Linked DNA regions of Danio rerio: regions 2 and 3 are each linked to region 1. Evidence: chromatin contacts called from public Hi-C and Micro-C data. All regions are on one chromosome and are shown on one strand. The core of a region is the stretch at or near the end of the contact, and the rest is flanking DNA. Distances in the headings are between cores, read along the strand shown.

Region 1 (4,902 bases), core at 1,619-4,118:
TAGCCTATTTAAAAACCTTTTTCACAACATGTAAATTTATTCAAAGTTTGTCACCGATGTAATAGGAAGACATTTATCTTCATGACAGTTTCTTTTTTTAGTCTTCAGGGAGAACAGCCATGCATTTCACTGGGCTGTTGTGTTGATCTTTTTCCACAAGTGAAAATGATTCTTAACACTAAATATGAAGAGTGAGTATTCTGTCCTTTGCCTTGTGCATTCTGATGTACTCTTACTGTTTGTTGTAGTTCTACCTAAATTGGACTTCATCTTTGTTCTAGACACCTCATCGTAGCTTTACACTGGGTTCAATCTATCATTAAGAAATGGTGGTCTGAGCTCTCCACAAACAACAAAAGTTTGCCCGAGAGCAGTTCAAACGACAGGTGTGTTATTTCTACCTTTACTGAGGTTAAATGGCAAAACATCTTAGAGAAATTTGCTAAACACTCAACATGCTTGTATCTAACAGGAATGTTCAGGCAATGAAGACAATGCTGCTTGAACTGTGGCAAGGAAAGAGTCACTTAAGCTCAGTTCCAGGAACTGTAGGAGAAACTGCAAAGGTGGATAATTCAATCATCAACTTTGTAAAGTGAAAGACTGCAGTGTTTTACAAAAAATGTGTCTTGCCTATTTCCTTATCCTCTTGTTTTCTTTCACAGGTCATCGAATCATATGTGTCACAACTGCGCTGATGTATCAATGTAGCACACTAAGGAGAAAACCACTATAAACTCTTGGTGTATTTTAAGCTCTTGAGGTTGATGAATCTGAACTCAGTAGACTGTGGTGAATTGGGGGTAGATGAACTGAACAATTCAGACACTCCAATTTCAGCACTGGAGGAGGAACTCTTCCTGCAGGCACCGAATGACTGCTTCACATTGAAGTGGACTTGCTTAGGGGCACATAATCAACTCCATGAGACTCTCTGGAATCAGGCGACTCACTGAAGTGCCAAGCAGACGTTTTAACTGTTGCACTTGTAGTGCCATGGTGTGAATCTGCTTAAGTGGATGTGATTGTGTAAGTGTACCTTTATCGGATGTTTTTTCAGTCACGCACTTGAATTGCAGGAGTTTTAAGTTATTAGTGTTGTTTTTGTTTTGTCGTCTGTTGCCTGATCGTGAATGAATATTTGAGTGTCATGTGTACATAGTGATTTTTCTTTTAATCGGCTTTCAAATAAATTGACATAATCTAAATGTTTTGTATGAATATTTATATATTAAATGCATGTTTTTTTTAAGGGGATAGTTCACACAAATGTGAAAATTCTCATCTTTTACTAGCCCTTCATTTGTTGAACGCAAAAGATGTTTTGAAAAATGCTGGTAACCCTTTTTTCTGCGATAGAAGTCAATGGCTGCCTGATTAAAAACCACATTAGAGAGAAATATTTTTTTTTTTTTTTGTGTGAATATCTCTTTCTTTCACTGATGTATAAAGAAAGATCCTTTACAACATTTAGCAAAATGATCATCGTGCTTATGGGATATGCAATATACATATTGCAAAAATGCGATAAATTACATTTATGCATTGGCTGTTTATCTAAATTTGGCCAATCAGATGCTTACTATATTTAACCTCACCTTCCAAGTATTTGTTTTCACATTGACACTGTTTTTCTCTGAATTAGAATAATTGGATCTAAAAAAAAATCTTTTACCTATTTATTTTAATATCAATAAGTAATTTATTTAAAACATGGCTAATAAACTAGAGAAGTGTTATATTGTAAGACCGTTATACTCAACAGTAATAAGGCATATTTCTCCAGCAATGTGCAGCCCTACTATCAAACCCTTCCGAAACTAAAAGAACTTATTAAAGCCGAAAACCTAATTCAGTTTTTTACAATAATATTCAGTGGAGATGCAGAGATGATTCATGAAACTGCTTTGTCAACAACTCATTTGACCTAAGCGTTCACTGGAAATTATTATTAATCAACAAAAGAAATTTACATGCACTATAAATATTTGTATGTCTCTAATTGTACTCGTTTAAGAGATTAAAATACATTAGATTTTAATTAGATTAAAACGTAATTAATCAACATTCACACTAAACTGGTTTTAAGTTAATAAATATATGATTGCAACTGTGTGACAAGAAAGTAAAACAAAAACTAAATAATTACCATAATTGCTATATTATCGTAACAATAACTATAGTCATAGTAAACAGAAAATTTGGTTATTTATGGGTGTAAGGGGATCAGTTTGGGATATTTTATGTGCTACTTGTGTAACCTTGAGAATCAAAATCACATTGTTGTGATTTTCTTCAGTTCTATTCAATATTGTAATGTTAAGAAGTATTTATTTATTTATTTGTTTATTCATTTATTTTAAATGAGTCAGGGGACCACTTAGGGGTCCATAAAAATATTTGTTGAAGAAAAATAGTAATAAACAGTAAAATCAGCTTGAGTTTTTTTATATAAGCTCATTAGTTTACATTAACATTAATAACAATAGATATAATTCATATAAATAATCCAAAAATTATTTTTTTAATTCTTTAAAACGTATTATATATAGGAACCACATACAATCAAATTATATATATATATATATATATATATATATATATATATATATATATATAAATTTTTTTTTTTTTTTTTTAAAACATAATACAGTGAGTATAAAATATCTACCTGTTTATATTGACAATATAAATCGGATCGAAACCACGTGATGTTGTACAATTGATCAGTTGTCTTTTGAAAGACTCGATCCTACCAGAGCATTGAATCACCTATGATTCTCGATTCTAAGCTCTGATCCCACCCATAGCCTGTAAAAAATAGATCCCACCCAGAGTGTCACGTGGCCTTACAGATTTTCTTCCGGTGTCTTTGCAGTGTGAGTTCCGCTTACCATTGACTGTCCTCATCTGAGTCCTTTTCGAGCGCATTGGATTGACGCGTATAGATAAATTGTACATTTTAAACGTCATAAATATCGTGTGTCAAAGCACAATGCCACACATAAAGCGTTTGTTAGATGTATATATAGCGCTGCAGGCTTTGTTTGTGTTGTCATGGGGGTTTTCTGACCCAGAGCCGGGGCCTGTCGCAGCTTCTCAGTCCAACGGAGACCGCTTTAAAATCGAAGGACGAGCGATCGTTCCCGGAGTGAAAACACAAGACTGGATCTCGACTGCCCGAGTCCTGGTGGAAGGGGAGGAATATGTTGGTTTTCTCAAGTGAGTATTTTTAGCTGCTAGGCTAACGTCAAACAGAGTGATGTAAACAACCGTTTGTGTGTCAGTAATGCTGGATGTACAACAGCGCCTCACAACACTCGCAGAACCACAATCTATATTATGATTGCCTTGTTTGAACCATAAATTCGTCTTCCTAATGTGAAACAATATGTTGACAAAAAGTTGTGTGTAATGTCATAGCACGTAACTGCTGGGCGATTAACGTCAAACGAAGGCGATTTTCATGTTAATTTAATCGGTAACTTTAAAGCCGGAGTTAAGTTATGTCAAAAAAGGCAGATTAACGTCCCGGTGTTATTGGATCAAGTAGCGAGTTCAGAGAGAGTGCGGAAAAAAATGTCGGGGTGTCTTTTTCAGCACTTGTTCTAGTAAGTTAACTTAAATCTCCAGTAAATGCTTTGAGATAGAGAGGTTTAAGCGGATATTTACAACGAGATGACCATTAAGTAATAATAGTCGATTTGTCCCACCTTGTCAGATTGTCCTACCTCCCCTTCAAAAAGTAGGTAGCATATTTTGATGACGAAATATGGTACTCATATTATGCAACCAGTGTACGTTTTAATGTGGAGTAGTGTGATATGAAGCTTAAATATCGCCCTAACCTCAACCTCAACCTCAGAACCATTCAAACACAGTGTTGTTGGTAGCATAATTTGATGGGTAGGACAAAATATCAGGAGACCGGTTCTGTGTAGTAAATGCTGCACTTGAAAATGACACACTCACTTAAATAGATAATTCCTTCATTCATTTTCCTTACAGCTTAGTTTCTTTAATAATAAGAGGATTGCCACATCAGAATGAACCAACAACTTATCCTGCATATGTTTTATGCAGCGGATGCGCTTCCAGCTGCAATCCAACACTGAGAAATGGATAATTCATCCTAAAATAATAATTTACTCACCCTCGAGTGGTTCCAAACCTTTATTCTGTTGAACACAAACTAAGATATTTTAGAGATCTTAGCATTTGTACGCAGCACCTTATGTAACCTGTATATTTATAACACATCTGTACATACAATTCATCATCCATCCTCTTTTGTCTAATTGCATCTCCGTTTCATGTTTGTTGTATTATCTCATATTTTTTGGTGTTGTTACTTGTCACTTTATGTAATATGTACACTGGGAGCATTTGTAGCCAAAACAAATCCCTTGTATGTGTAAAGCACACTTGGCAATAAAACCAATTCTGATTCTGAAGACAGTTGAAATCCTTTAACCATTGACATCCATAGTAAGAAAAACACTTACTACTGAAGTCAATAGTTACAGGTTTAACTTTCTTCAAATTATCATCTTTTGTGTTCAACAGAACAAAAAATCTCAAACTGGTTTGTGAAAGTAAAAGTTTAGTAAATGATGACATCATTTTTGTTTTTGGGGGAGCTATCCCTTTAATAACTTCAGTCTGTCTTTAAAATAAACCCTTCTGTGAGATGATTCTGTACTTGTGCAAATAGTAGACATATTCTGTTTAAAATGCTACAATTTGTAAATTTCCTCAGTTTCTTCGTTAAATGTTTAGAGGTTTTGAATGAGAGCCCCCTCTGGACTTACAACTAGATTTACTACTGATGACACAAACATGCTTCCCTGACAAGATGTGCATGACGATTACATTTTTATTTCAATTTATCACCCTTATCAT
Region 2 (4,902 bases), core at 1,793-4,292, 330 kb before region 1:
TTACTATTCTACTTGTATCCAAACTTTTTTTTTTTTTTTAATCTGTCTAGGTTGGTGTCCTCAGCAGGAAATACTTTGATAACTTTTAAACAAATGTTATTGTAAGAAAACTAATTAAACTATTATGATAAATACAATTAAGTATAAAAAATAAAAAATAAAAAAAAAGGAGTTAAATACCTTAAATAAAAAGTTTTATTGAGATGGATTGTTGGTGATTGTATGGCTGTTGGCCAGACTGGGTCGCAATACATGAACAAAGGAAAATTAAGACCTGTTTAGAAAAGATTTAAGACCTACAACACAATATTTCAGTAAATCTAAGACTTTAGGGCCTAAAATTTGGACTTTGAGATTTAAGATGTTTTAAGACTTTTAAAGACTCTGCAGACAGTGCAGAATGCTGCTGCTAGTTTTCTGACAGGGACATGCAAACGAGAACACATTAAACCCATGCTGGCTCCCTGTTTAGTTTAGGATACATTTTAAGATTTTAGTTTTGGTGTTAAAATGCCTAAATAGACTAGCCAAAATACCAAAATACCGGTCTGCAATAATTTAATTGTACACTCCATCAAGGGTACGTAGATGTGCTAATCAGCTACTTTTGGCTGTTCCATGGACCGTGCCTATGCAGTGGTTGCCCTAAACTCTCCTCTTCATGTTAGGCAGGCCACAACCCTTTCTCTTTTTAAATCTAATTCTAAAACCCATTTTTACTTTTTGGCTTTTAATACCATATGAGAGTTTTGTCTGTTGCATATGTCCTTTGTTTTAGATGGTGTATGTGTGTACAGCACTTTGGTAAGCACTTGTTGTTTTTAAAAAGCGCTTAATAAATAAAGAGTGACATGAAAATAAATTTACTAAATGTCTTCGTGCAACATGACCTTTACTTAATATTATATTGATTTTGGCCATGAAATAAAAAGCTATAATTTTGACACTTTCCACAAATACACACTTGCAATTTATAGGTGTGTTTAAGTGGTCCAGAGACATATCAGCAAATATTTTTATGACCGCATCAGCTGCCTGAAATGAAGAATGCGATGAGCATGACTGATATTCAAAATGGTAAGCGAGCTCTGCTTTGTTTATGCTTTGTATATTCTGCAGTCCTCATTCCAAGTACTTTTTTGAATGAGGAATACAGTCTATTGATACCTGCTAATGTACAGTTATTTCTTTGCGTAGGTCGAACATGCTAGCTTACAGTCTGCCTTTTCTTTGAGTGCATTCTGGCTGAGATGCAGTCCATTTGAGGCGAGAGCACAGTTAGCATTTGTCGCCACAAGTTCTTAGATGTTGGTGCATCAAAGCCTTTAGATTTTCTCTTTTTTTTGCTGAGATAATACAGGGTGTAGTGAAATTGGCACAGATGGAAAACATACCTCTCATTGCAGAGCTCTTTTCCATCAAGCTCATAAACAGCATCTTCAGCATCTCTTGGATCATCAAATTCCTGCAGGAAACAAGAAAAGGACATTTACATGTGATCCTAATCTTTCTTATTATTTTAGGAAGTTTTCACCTTTAATTTGGATAGCACAGTGGAGGTTACAGACAGGAAAGTGTGGGGAGCAGAAAAAGGGGAAAGATTGGCAAAGGACCTCAAGTCGGGAATCAAACTTGGGTCGCCGTGAGCACCATGGTGCTATATGTCGGCGCACTTAACCACTAGGCTATTAGCGTGAATTGGCTATTAGAACAAAAAAGACTTCAATATTCTTTATATATTTTTATATTGTGTACACTACTGTCTATAAAGTTGGGGTTACTGAGATTGTTTCAAAAGAAATGTATACATTTATTCTGCAAACATTTCATTTTATTTTCATTAAATAAATTTGTAGCCAATTAATCAAAATACATTAATCAAAGAGATCACTGATTTAAGATCATGTGATGCTGAAGTCTGATTTAAAAGATGCTGAAATATAACTTAAAAATATAACTTAAAAGTAGAATATGACTTTCCCGAACATCTGAATGATATTGTATTTGAAAATATATAACAATAAGCATACATTTACAGTTTTAAATTAAATAAGCCCCTGACAAAAAAAAAAATCACTTTTTCACTAAAAAAATACATTTCTAAATATTTTTTGTAATTAAACTAAGGCAAGCTAACATTCATGTTAAGCTTCTTTAAGGATTACTTTTTTTTTTTTTTTATTCAAACTTGATATTTATACAGTTTGTCAAGTTAAGTTCAGATTTAGACAAAAAAAACCTACTGGAAAACAGTTAAAGTATTAACCATGGTATATGTAGAAAATTGTGATTAAACAAATTGTAATCAATGTGCCAACAACGACGGCAACTACACCTTTATTATAACAAAACCACTGTTGGCTTATGAGGGGCATGGTTTTAAAACACTCTGATTTTATAACATATCGATTTAATAGACAAAAGCTGTCCATTACAATAGGTACCCATAGCGCAGCCTATGTAGTCAGCACACCATGTTTTGAAACAGCCTATCAGGTAACCCAACTGAGGTTAGGCCAGTAATAGACGCTTCTTCCTATGCAATACCACTGCATGCTCTTATGTCAATAGCACGCTCATTATAATGTTGAGGAAAATGTCTATAAGGCTTTCCAAACTTACCACAAAACCGAAGCCTCGTTTGAGGTCGATGTCTCTGATTCTCCCGTAGCCCTTGAAGAAGCGCTCGACGTCCTTCTCCCGCGCAGAGGGGTTTAACCGACCGATGAAAATACGACAACCGCTCATCCTCTTTAAATCAAAGACCATTGCATGAAAACAGTCATCAAATAACGATACTTACATTCTGCAAGAGCCAAACACCGACGCATTTCTGAATCAATGAAGGCTTGAGGCCTTTATGAACCACAACCCATAACGTTATTCAAACAGAGCTCGTTAAATAACGAATCACAAAGCAAAACAGTTGATTTAACAACACACCCGTTAAATTCTAAACTCAGATGAACATTTTATTTCAGGCAACATACCTCTGTTTAATGGTTCTCCTGTGAATGTGTCGTGTCTGCGTGCGAACAGCTCCTCACACAAAATGGAGTCAGTCAATAAATGTAGAGCGGAGAGCGACGCTCAGCGCTGATCTGAGATCAGTTCAGAACAGAGGACGAGATGAGAACAACTGTGACACACTACAATCAGCTTTATTGCCAAGTACACACAATGTAAATGTATGGCCTTGGCGACAGAGGCTTAACGTATCTTCGTATTAAACTGTGAATATCACCAAAGACTATAGAATACATAAAATAAATTATAGCTACAACTTAAGGGACTTTAATTTTACTGTGCTTATTATAATTGAAAGCATATAAAGGATAAAACAAAATAATGTGTAGTGTTTCGTTTATTAGTCTATTAACTTAATAACAATGACCGACATCTTTATTCTGACCATAAAATATTTAATATAGTCTAAGTAAATACCGTAGCTGTTCTTCAAACCACTTGAACTGGTTTACAAAAAACAAACAACAATTCACGAATCAGCTATTATTTTAATAGTTTAACGGATTCTGACTGCTCAAAAACGTCAATTTATTTTGCAAATTAGTTTCAGTAGCTTCAGTTGGTGTAAATAATAACCCAGATTGATCAAATAAACAAGATTCTAGAAAATACAAGATCCAGGTAATAGAGTTATGATTCGTTTGAGTCGGCTCTTTAATTAAACTGTTCAACTGAACCAACTAGCGAAAACGAGTCGGACCTTTTATTTTTACTTGATTATTATTTGATAAAAAGGTTAAAACAATGTGCATACATTGCAGCGAATTGTTCTTTTATCAGTGAATAAACTGTTCAAAAGAATCGACTAGCAGAAATGATTCGTAGTTGCTACATCTAAAACGTTCATACGAAGATCCACCACTAGATGGAGCCATCGCACAACATTAAGGAATTTAACAATTTAATAGATGGTTGAATGCATTTATAGACCATTTTGAGGGATGTAAACAATACCAATGGTCCTAATGTATTTCCTGTTTAACATTTTAATTGCCATAGCTTATCAATAACCTAAAAGAGTCACATGTTGATGAATAATGTTATGATGGCAGTTTTAACATTATGATTGAATCGCCCCTTGTTACGGTTATGAAATAGTTTGACAACAAGCAGGAAATGTTCATGGCCCAATGACGTGACCACACTGAAATGGTCTATAGAGTAAATAACCCCTTGACGAACACCAAAATACACAAACCACATGTGCACTTCAAATGAAAGCTTTAATTAGAAATAGTTATATACACACTGTAGAATTAAATTAAACTTTATACAAATATTAAAATACTATTTTCACACCCACAGCAATGTACAGAGGAAAACCAAAAGAAGTGTAATGAGGGATGGGGAGCTGAGTGGATGAGTCAACTTAAATTACATTTGCAGAAAAAACACCGTACAACAGTGTTTCACACACATCCTGGATATCCTTTTTTAAACTTGCATCCTTTTTTTTTTAAACTAAACAACTTTCATGTTCACTGGAAAATAAAAACGCATCTGAGGAAGTACGTGTAGACAATCTTATGTCACATCCTCCAAAGGAGTAAGACCCTACGTCTGGAAATCAACAAGACAATGTTTATGCATAGAAAACAAAAAGTAAGGCCATAAGGAAACTGAAGACAAATTACCATAAAGCCAGTGAGATGGTAGAAACACATGATTACAAAGTGAGAAATGTATGAAATGTACAAGTTTTAAGGCAGCAGTAATATCTTGCCTTCAGTTTGCATGAACAAAACCAAAAAAAAAAAAATCAATATACAGAAACAAGCCAGGAACACTCAACTGAGGATGTGCAGACAGGCAAATTTGCCCTCTCTCTCTCTCTCTCTCTCTCTCTCTCTCTCTCTCTCTCTCTCCAAAGTCAGA
Region 3 (4,902 bases), core at 2,262-4,761, 300 kb after region 1:
TCTTCACGGTTTCTTCTGATGGTTTGTTGATCAAGTGTTTAAACATGAGGCAGGCGAAGTCGCAATGAAGACCCTGCAAGAATAAGAAACATTAGTACCACATTCTACAATAGGTGCATACTAGGGTTAAGGTAGACAAAAGGGTTACCTCATCTCTGCTGATCAGCTCATTGGAGAAGGTGAGTCCAGGCATGAGTCCCCTCTTCTTTAGCCAGAAAATAGAAGCAAAAGACCCAGAGAAGAAGATTCCCTCCACTGCAGCAAAGGCCACCACTCTCTCACCTGTAACCAGTGCAAGACTTAAATTAGCGGTCACTTAATAATAAACTTCCTTTAATACTTTATTATAATTATTTTTCTTTTTTTTCCCCTTTTTAATAAAGTATGTTTATAACATACCATATCGTGCATTTTTATCACCAATCCAGTTGAGTGCCCAGTCAGCCTTCTTCTTTACACATGGCATTGTCTCAATGGCATTGAACAAAAATTCCCTACAGAAAACAATTTCATTAGTCAGATAAATGACTAGGTACCATTTACAAGAGCATTTTTAGGGAGCTCAGTCAAGGCGATAATTTCGTGCTGACACCCTACAACCAGCTGACCACATGTCCACTGATTTTGAGCAGTCAACACTCAGCTCCCATTATCAGCTGAGGTACGTACCCCTGCGCCACTCATCATTGCTCCCAATAACCTCAAAACGGGTCCAAACACTTACCTCTCTTTAGAATCTTTAATGTAGGTGTCAATCAACAGGCTGTACATTTCTGAGTGGATGTTTTCCATTGCTATCTGGAAGCCATAGAAGCAGCGGGCTTCAGTCACCTGGACCTCCTGAGTGAAACGCTCCACCTAGAGTCAGAAGACAAGTGGTAAGGACCAATTAACAAAATAAATAAATTAAAAAAAAGGGGGGGAGGGAAAAAATTAAATCCTGTAAAATCATAGGTATAAGTCAATTTCTGAAGGGGGCCACAGCGCTGCAGTTGTTTCAACCCTAACCAAACATCTGATGCAGCCAATTAAGGGTTCAAGATTCTTTTGAACAGATTATTTAGATCAGCTGTGTTTGATGAGGGCTAAAGCAAAACTGTGGCCCTTCAGAAATTGACTGACAGCCAGGCTGTAAATGTTTGCCTATGAGCTTACCAAGTTCTCATTGACAATGCCATCACTTGCAGCAAAGAAAGCCAGAACATGGGAGATGAAATATCTCTCCTCGTCTTTCAGGGAATCCCAGTGTTGCAGATCTTTGGACAGATCAACCTTAGAAAAAATAAAAACCCAAGTGTTCAAAACATTGCAACTATAAAAAGCATGCTAGCAAATAAAGGCTGAATGTTACATTAAACTATTAGCCAAGGGCAATATGCAAATTTTAAATGACATTTAAATTATATTCAGGGCCATTAGAACACACTGAAAAGGACAAGTTACTTAATAGCTTGAGAACAAGGAGGATTAATTATATCAAGTACATTTAAAGAGCACTAGTTGTGAAAAAAAATAACTTGTAAATTTGACTAATAAATGCATGTTAAATTCGTAAACTTGTCTCTTTGGTCATGTTTTGATAAATGGCTAGCACTTTTGCAGGAATATTAAATTGCTGATTTGGTACATGTTTATTAAAAACTTTGCTAAATTTATTAATTAGATACTCTAATTTAAATCAATTCTAATAAATTTCTCATTCATATTTATGCTAATTTTCAGGATCTTTGACAAAACCAGATTGACCGGTGCACCTAGTAAGGACAGCATATTAAATGGAGGCATTTCTAGGTGTTAAGGTGTTATGTTTTAAAGTTCACCTCCTCAGCTGTCCAGAAAGAGGCCTCTGCCTTCTTGTACATCTGCCAGATGTCATGATACTGAATTGGGAAAATGACAAAGCGATGGGGGTTCTCCTTCAGAAGAGGCTCCTCCTCCACTGCTCCTTTCTTTGCTTTCGACTGCCCCTGCAATTAAAACATGTTTGATGTAACAAACTAACATGAGTTAGGGCTTATGGTGCATGTAACTAGGATAAAAACAATCTTTAGCAATAAGCTCATTTCTGTTTGGGCTATTAACCATTTTATTCAAGACTTGCAATTCTTGACCATTTTGTAAAAAATAATAATAGCAAGTTATTCAATGGTATATAAAAAATATACTAAAAACTAAGCTACTAACTAAGCTAGCATTTGACAATGTTCGTTAAAGTCTGGTTAGCTTTGGTTCTCATTTCCCAAAAAAAAAAAAAAAAAAAAAAAAAAGTCTTAGATAATGGAAAGTTGTTGCTTGTATGAACGAGAAGACTCAGCTGTATTAAAGTATCAAACATTTTATATACACCATTTGGGTTTCCACTTCTTGTAACTTGGAATATTAGCACGATTTCCTTCGTTTACCAGAAAACAAATAAATAATAATAGTAATAAGACCATCTTGTTTGCTTTTGGTGCATTGATCATTCCCAGTAATACTACTTCCGGTCTATATTTTTTCGGCAAAACAAGAGCTTTTCTGATTGACCAGACCAAGTTGTGCAAATATAAGAAAACCATCTAAATATTGATCGAATTGTACAGAAAAGGAGTATTCGCACTTTAAAGTGCATGTTTAGCATACACTCTGCGTCGTTTATGCAACATTACATCAGCTCAAGCTAATCGCCCGCCAAACTCATGCATTGTTTTATTAACTAGCATAAAACACAAAAATCACCCTAGTTTTAAGTAATCGTTTTTAATTCCGTTCAGCTGGACTAGTTTAATGAGCCATTGTTCTTCCAAAAAGACCCGGATAAGTTTGATGTTACCTGCCCAACTTAGCGCGCTCAGAATCCGCCAAATTTTATCTACAACTTAAAGACATCGCTCCAGAAGTCGATAAACATTTAATACCACATCAGATAAACATGCATAATATTAGCTCATTCTGAAGACACGTGCAGAGACGAAGTAAAAGTGGACTGACCTCTGATTCATCAAAGATTTTGCGCGCCGTTTTGGACGCCAGGATTCTGGTGGAGCTCAAACTGGGTGGCTGAGGACAAAACAAATCACATTTTACAACACAACACAACTACCTAGTAGCTGTATTTAAAGTAATATTCGTATTTTATGTTATATGCGCGTATAGAGCTACTCTTGAGAGCCTAAAAATGTAACTTACGGGTCGCATGACTACGCAGTAGTTACAATAATTGCGGTTCGTTAAAAGTAAAGTCAAAGAAACAAACTTACCGTGTTTTCTTTGTCCACAAAGGACATGTTATTCATTTTAGTAGAGATTGTGTTTTCATTCTTGGTTTTCAGGGGAGAGCGAGTGGACGACATTGTAAAGCTTGGAGTGTTTGGTAAAACAAAACGAGGATAAGTTAAAGGTTAAAAATAAAGACAACTTCTAAAACAAAGTTAACTAGAAATAAATAAAAGCAAAACTAAGAGCTAGCAGGTCTACGGTCCAGCTGAAGCGAAGATAACACTAAGTATGAATGCCGGATACGCTTTTTATATTCGATTCTTGGCGCTTATTCTCAGCCAATGGGGAAAGAGCAAACTCCCCGGCTTTGTTTGGTCCTTTTAACTCGTTCATCAGATGAACCAATCAGATTTCTCCACCGCGTCACGTAAGAGCTGCACCTCGCGGGAAATTCAAACATATTGGGGGTTGCAAAGTATTACAAAACCATACAAACAGGTTTAAAAGGGCGCGAATATGAAATAAAACTATACATTTGTGAAATCTTAATGTTTTTATTTTTATGTTCGATATACTTTAATAAATGTGTATAATTTTACTCCACACTCAAGTAAACGGTTTATATACCGTAGATGTCTTTTCTGTTACCGTAGATGTCCTTTACACTGATGTGCTTGCATCTGTTATTATTTCAAAGCAAAATTACTGAATTAGAAGTAAATAAAGCATGTAACGTTAACTATCAGTGAATTTATTCAAGTCACAAAGACTGCAGCTGTCGATCACATACAAATGACACAATAAACGAAGCACAATAAACGTTTTTAAGATAATTATATCTTGTATAATAAAAACAATCGACTGTTGTTTGGGGAAATACATTTCTCCGTACCTCTTTTATAACGTGGCAGACATAAACCCATTTGCAACAACAAAACCCGCCTGACAGGAAGATGCGGTTTCGCGCCAGATTTGAGTAAACATTTTCGAAATACACAACATCAAGTCATACTCTAACCTAAAATACTTTAGAAAGCTTCAATATTCACGTTCAATAATGAACATGAAACTGCACGTGTGATCTTTTGTGATTATACCTTCATCAAATCCTCCGTATGACAGAGGTAAATGTCTTGTTGTCGTTTCTCCTGTCCTTCAGCACGAAGATTAACGTATATTGGACATCAATAATATCACTAATACCACATCATTAATATAACATTTACTGTCATCAAAGAGGTGTCAGTATTTTATTGCCGATCAAACTTTACACCACAATAATCTCTCAGCTGTTTAGCCAGTTCTTCACCACAACTAAACCGTTAACACGAACTCCAACGGACTTTGTTGATTATTTTTAAACTCGACATATAAAAAAAACAACTCAAATTAAGCGGAAAACGTATTTTACAACTAGTCAACGAGTATAGATCCTTTGTTTTTCATAACAAAAACATTCCCAGGACGCGGGATAAGCACCAATAAAAACGCCCAAGAGGTCACAGTCGGGCGGGGGAGAATCGCTGCATGTTTTAGTATACTGCAGTCTAGTGGCAGGAGGACAACTATCACCACAGACAAAACATTTCACAAATCTAAAATATCAAAATGATCAACATTATTAATTTATCTAACTGTTAAAATACATTAATTAGATACTTTGTTTAATATATGTATTATTCATACTGTTCATATATATATATA

What was found. Hi-C and Micro-C count contacts between places; a contact is called where the count stands out from the background.
Region 2: a contact with region 1 is called in a Micro-C map of caudal fin, with 4 times the contacts expected there. The contact joins the promoter of srsf5b here to the promoter of emc7b in region 1. A contact is called at or near these places in 1 of 18 Hi-C or Micro-C datasets (caudal fin) and 1 of 4 datasets of contacts at active chromatin or transcription factors (embryo).
Region 3: a contact with region 1 is called in a Hi-C map of hematopoietic stem cells, with 2.2 times the contacts expected there. The contact joins the promoter of rrm2l here to the promoter of emc7b in region 1. A contact is called at or near these places in 3 of 18 Hi-C or Micro-C datasets (caudal fin, hematopoietic stem cells and an unstated tissue).

Annotation. Positions count from the first base shown.
Region 1 is chr20:31,951,603-31,956,504 of GRCz12tu, forward strand. emc7b (ER membrane protein complex subunit 7b) reads left to right here and starts at 2,869. Exons shown (of 5, transcript NM_001025515.2): 1 at 2,869-3,222. The coding sequence starts at 2,996. katnbl1 (katanin p80 subunit B-like 1) reads left to right here. Exons shown (of 10, transcript NM_001006019.2): 7 at 102-191; 8 at 282-386; 9 at 473-566; 10 at 666-1,240. The coding sequence ends at 698.
Region 2 is chr20:31,618,443-31,623,344 of GRCz12tu, forward strand. srsf5b (serine and arginine rich splicing factor 5b) reads right to left here and starts at 3,043. Exons shown (of 8, transcript NM_001002610.1): 1 at 2,991-3,043; 2 at 2,623-2,751; 3 at 1,395-1,465. The coding sequence starts at 2,748. It also overlaps a transcript of susd6 not described here.
Region 3 is chr20:32,250,594-32,255,495 of GRCz12tu, forward strand. rrm2l (ribonucleotide reductase M2 polypeptide) reads right to left here and starts at 3,512. Exons shown (of 10, transcript NM_131450.3): 1 at 3,240-3,512; 2 at 2,971-3,039; 3 at 1,821-1,967; 4 at 1,156-1,272; 5 at 725-858; 6 at 400-494; 7 at 149-282; 8 at 1-73. The coding sequence starts at 3,332. LOC137488762 (small nucleolar RNA SNORD94) reads right to left here and starts at 693; the gene lies at 558-693.